Linked DNA regions of Mus musculus: region 1 is linked to region 2. Evidence: chromatin contacts called from public promoter capture Hi-C data. All regions are on one chromosome and are shown on one strand. The core of a region is the stretch at or near the end of the contact, and the rest is flanking DNA. Distances in the headings are between cores, read along the strand shown.

Evidence for each region. Promoter capture Hi-C pulls out the DNA fragments that hold promoters and counts their contacts.
Region 1: a promoter capture Hi-C map of liver shows a contact between it and region 2. The contact joins the promoter of Clec7a here to the enhancer-like site in region 2. A contact is called at or near these places in 8 of 39 promoter capture datasets (the C10 cell line, the HPC-7 cell line, cranial neural crest and 5 more), 15 of 484 Hi-C or Micro-C datasets (the AML12 cell line, B cells, CD8 T cells and 10 more), 3 of 115 datasets of contacts at active chromatin or transcription factors (VIP interneurons, bone marrow-derived macrophages and embryonic stem cells) and 4 of 9 other capture datasets (adipose tissue, liver, macrophages and 1 more).

Annotation. Positions count from the first base shown.
Region 1 is chr6:129,471,504-129,474,203 of GRCm38.p6, reverse strand. Clec7a (C-type lectin domain family 7, member a) reads left to right here and starts at 1,419. Exons shown (of 5, transcript NM_001309637.2): 1 at 1,419-1,621. The coding sequence starts at 1,519. All of the region lies in intron 2 of Gm45969 (a long non-coding RNA gene), which reads right to left.
Region 2 is chr6:129,368,292-129,370,991 of GRCm38.p6, reverse strand. No RefSeq gene overlaps it. Among named protein-coding and RNA genes, the nearest start is that of Clec12b, 16 kb to the left of the region's middle. Within about 2 kb of position 1,386, at least 10 of the 459 cell types and tissues checked have an H3K27ac peak or open chromatin away from gene starts, as enhancers often do. A contact at or near this core is called in bone marrow-derived macrophages and liver, where this site is marked.

The DNA.
Region 1 (2,700 bases), core at 170-2,669, 100 kb before region 2:
AAAAACAAAACAAAACAGAACAAAACAAAAACATCTTGACAGCAGGTGGTAGGTAAATCCACTCTTACAGCAGATATGTTTGGGATTTGCAATATAGTATCTTTTCTCTGGCATGAGAAGTCCACCACCCTGAACAGTCTCCTCAAGGGCAAACATTCGAGGATGATTGTCCTTGCTCTTCCTCACAGTCTCTGGGAATTGGAGGAGAGTGCATTGTTTCCAGGTGTGCCACTGCCTCAAGTCATAAAGATGAGGAGTTTCTTAGTTTAATAAGTGCCAATTGACAAGTCCTGATGAAGACTCACTCTAGCTATCCCTTTAGTATTGCAGCTTTTTTTTTATTAGCACACTCTAGCCTTGAAAAAGTCTTCAAATTTTGTTTTGTGGACTCTGACTTCCATTCATGGAAAACCTTCTTCTCCAATTCAATCATATCCTTAAACTAAGTCTATTCTCATTTCTTTGATGTTCTCCTTGTTGACTTACAGCAGTAATCAAGTGATGGTTGTTTCAAAACTGTACTTATTTGATCATTTTTTGTTAATCTGAGAATTGCAAGAGAGGAGAGAGAGAGAGAGAGAGAGAGAGAGAGAGAGAGAGAGAATGAGAATTTATTTTTATGTTTCAGGCTATTATATGTATCATAAGAGTCCAGAAGAATGAAGCCAGTGCAACAGTAAGTAATTCCAAGTCTTAAAAACTTAGTAGACTTTGTTCTAGTCCCTTGTTCTAGTTTTGAAATTTCCATCTTCGAGTATCCATGTCTTCTTCTCCTTATTTGAAAATAGTAATGCTAATATGTGCTAAAGCGTAATTCTTAGAGAGGGCGACAGAATGAGAATGCGGGTGTGCTGTGAAGTAACTAAGGCAGAATCATTCCCAGTAAATGTTTGCGCCTATCTATTTCTACTCCATGATAAACCTCCAAGAGAATCATTCGCTTTGTGTCGCTGGAGTGATGTACTTTGGATGCTCAGCTGTGATTCCTCCATCAGGCAATAAATTTCCTTGTGGAGAGCCTTCCGCCAATGCTGCCGACTCCAGGCAGTTATAGAGTATTTACTACAATGGATGGCATGAACACATGAAAGGATGTGGGGATGCAATCAGAGTTCTAACAAGCCAGTGTCGAATTCAAGACACTCAAACTGCTTAAAAGTTTATGTAGGCCATACCAATTAATCGTGTCAGTTTCAATGGGGAGTGTAACCAATGTCTTTTAAGACTGTAGTCAATGGATCAGTCATACAGTTGATCTAAAACGACAGTCATGCATCATACAGCATTTCAGTTTTCTTCAGAAGTTACAGCCTCAGAAACAGGATCTAGAGGAAAAAAGGGAAATTACTCCAACGCGTTTTCATTTCCTGCTTTGGGCACTGGCTTGACTACTTAAGCTGTGCTCCATGAACCTCGCAAAGGGCTGTTTCAGGGTTTGGGTTAGTGAGCCTCATCCTGGCAGTTATTTTATAGTAAAGAACATTCAAGTGCTCTGCCTACCTAGGGCCCTGTGAAGCAATGAAATATCACTCTCATATAGAGAATCTGGATGAAGATGGATATACTCAATTAGACTTCAGCACTCAAGACATCCATAAAAGGCCCAGGGGATCAGAGAAAGGTATCCATTTTCTTTCTGCTAACAGCACCTTTGTTCTCATTAACTGAAATAACAGAAGTAGAGACCTGGAGAGATTCTTGATTTGTAGAACTGCCTACAAAAATATATTTTCATATATGCGTGTGTGTATGATATATATTTGGTATATGTGGTATGTATATGATATGTATATATATATATATACATGTATACACACATATATATGTATGTATGTATATATATGTATATATATATATATATATATGTATATATATATATATATACATGTATACACACACGTGTGTGTGTGTGTGTGTGTGTGTGTATAGTTTTAAAGACTGCTGGAAGTCATCAACGACTTCCACAAATTGCTTTTGGTTTATGGCAGAAAACAGGACTACTCTACTCTACAGTCAGAGGTAGCACTGGTAACATGAGTAAAAGAGAAAGATGAAAGAATTTTAGTAGAGTTGCTTTTTCCTTGTTTTTTAGCAACTTGTGAGGGGGCCAGGAAACAGATAAACGAACAACCTGTACAATCATACAACACAGTATGCTAAAGTCATGGTCCTCTATGCAACCATAGAGGAGTGTGTGGGAAATAAAAATGAATGCATCTTTGGTTAAACCCAAAGAGAAGCCAGGAGTCATGGGGTGTAAATCCCAAATCCGCTATGCTCTTTTGGTAAGAGATTAATTTGGATTTTATAAAACGAGATGTTAGTATGTCAGCTATGGAAAACACAAGCTACATTAAAATGTCTCATTATCAGGAGATAGATATTAAAACGGAAACAAGACAAGAATAAAGGACATTAAAGTCCTAACACGGAGTGAGTGTTTTAGTCTCTTTCAGGGTCACCTATTGGGCAGCTCTATGACTTGGCTTTCTGTTGTTGGTATCATCAGCTTAAAACAAAAATCAGTTCGCTGTTAACTTAAAGGAAGAGATGACTGACGGGTTCTAATGTCAGTTTGTTTTCTTCCGCTTTTTGATGTTCACATTATGCAATTATTTATAACCACTTACACAATCACTCTCTTGTGAAATTTGCTTGGAAAATAGTCTAAAAATTGATTGAGGGAAGGGGCATGGCTTA
Region 2 (2,700 bases), core at 137-2,636:
AAAACATAACTGCTAATACTCAATAGCACATGACATAACTATGGTTGGCAACGAATTCTATAATTAAAACATCTAGTAGAGCCGGGTGTGGTGGTGCACTCCTTTAATCCCAGCACTCGGGAGGCAGAGGCAGGTGGATTTCTGAGTTTGAGGCCAGCCTGGTCTACAAAGTGAGTTCCAGGAGAGCCGGGTCTACACAGAGAAAGCCTGTCTTGAAAAACCGAAAACAAAACAAAACAAAACAAAAATCTAGTAGAGATTTTGGATGTTCTTAACATAAATCAGTGATAGATATGAAGTGATGAATGTGACAACTGTTTGTCAGGTCATTAAACAGAAATGTCACACTGTCCCCCACAGATGTGTGCAGCCCCGCAGCCTTTGAGTCAACAGCAAAAAGTATCTATATGTTCATATGCATATATATGTTTATATATACATGTACATGTAAATAATACCATACATTTATATAGTATATAAATAAATCTATAAAAATAGTAAATAAAACACTATATATAATATATACTTAATACATATATATCATATATATGTATATATACATATATGATTTTAAAGATCCTCTTTTCCCCAGCATTTTGTGTGTGTGAGTGTGTAAGAAACAAATGAGATATACAAAGGAGGTGTCGAGTGAATACCAATTAAATATAAATATAGCTGTTATTTCTAGGACCATTCCCTGTGGGTCCTTGAACGATAGAACCCCTCAGTCCTTCTAGTCTGTGCCCCGACCCACAGAGTGCTCTGAGTGGTTCTCACCACTGATGCTTTTCTTGCAAGGAGATGTTCAACACTGTACTTGTTTTGTTTTGTTTTGTTTTGTTCTGTTTGGTTAGGTTTGGTTTGTTTTCTTTGTCACCTGGGCACAAGTCTGTGTCGTCTGGGAAGGAAACCTTAGCTGAGAAAATGCCTTCGTAAGATTGGCCTGTATAGGAAAGTCTGTGAGGTGTTTTCTTGTGTGCGGTTGATGTGGAAGAGCCCATCTCACCGGGGAGGTGCTGCTCCTGCTCTTGGGTTGTATTAAAAACAAGCTGAGCAAGCCTGGGAATGAAATCAAGTTAGCTGCACTCTCCATGGCTCTGCTTCAGCTCTTACTTTCAAGTTCCTGTTTTGGGTTTTGTAATCTATAAGGGAAATAAACCATGACCTTTTGGTCATAGCATCTAATTTATTCCAGAAATAGGGAGCAAATTGGGACAAATCTTTTCTTCTCTATCTCCCGCTTATTCTAGGAAAATCATCAGAGTGTGGACAAAGACATTCTTCATGCAGCCATGCACCAGGTATCCAGGATGAGGGAGCAGGGGCTAAGGGGTCAGCGGCAGGTGGAGGGCAGCCCAGGGAATTCCCAGATCTGGGGCTGCTGTATGTGGGTTATTTTTATTTTTCCTGTGTCCCCTGTGAGATGTTGCCCAGAAATGAGGCAGACAAAGATAGCATCCATGCCTGTTCATGTTTCTCATTCTTTATCAGTTGGAATTGAAAGCTCTGCAGAAACAAAACAAACTCGGGAGGAACTGATTTAAAAAAGGCCATTATTTCCAATTAAGCAACTGTGTTTCTGAGAACATTACCCCCATGAGTAAACTCCTGTGGGAATCCTCTACCTCTTAGGTTTGATGTAATATTTCTGTCTGCTTATTTATTTCTAAAAATGGGGGCTGGGGGGTAGGGAGAGAGATAATGTGTGTGTGTGTGTGTGCGTGTGTGTGTGTGTGTGTGTGTGTGTGTGTGTAAGAGAGAGAGAGAGAGAGAGAGAGAGAGAGAGAGAGAGAGAGAGAGAGAGGAGAGAATTTCTTCAGAAAATCGAAAATCACTCTGTGCCTCTTCATCTTGTCTTTGTCTCCTGCTCTTAGGCATGTCTTTGCTGTGATGATTTGATAGTAACTTGTCTTCAGGAAAAGCTTTATTTTAGGCTTAAAAAACAAACAAACAAATAAGCAAAAAACCCACGAGGACCATGAGTTCAAGCCAATGAATGGGAACAAACACAAGACTGAGCCTCACCTGAATTATATGGCAAAATCCTGTCTGAAAACAAATAACAGGTTTTACTAGGATATATCATTGTATCATACAAGAAAAAAGTCTGATACAACGTAAAAGTCTTTTTAATTAATTTATTTATTATTATTTATTTATTTATTTATTTATTATTTATTTATTTATTATTTATTTATTTATTTACATCCCAAATGTTGCCCTCGACCTGGTCTCTCCTCCCAGAGTTCCTTACCCCATCCTCTTTGCCTCTGAAAGGGTGCTTTCCCCATCCCAACCCCACCACCTTATATTCAAGCCAGACAAGGCAGTCCTTTGCTACATATGTGCGACAGGCCTCAGAGAACATCCCAGCCCGAGTATACTCTCTGGTTGGTGGCTTAGTCTCTGGGAACTTCCAGAGGTCCGAGTTAGTTGACACGGTTGGTCTTCCTGTGGGGTTGCCATCCCTTTTAGCTCCTTCAGTCCTTCCCCTAACTCTTTCATGAATCCCAAGTTGGGCCAGCCAGTCACTGGATGGCCTTTCCTTCAATCTCTGCTGTTTTTGTCCCCTCATTTCTTTCAGACAGGAATAATTCTGGGTGAAAAATTTGGAAGGTGGGGTGGTGTCCCTATCTCTCCACTGGGGTCCCTGTCTAACTACTGGAGAAGGTCTCTTCATGTTCCATCTTCCCACTGTTG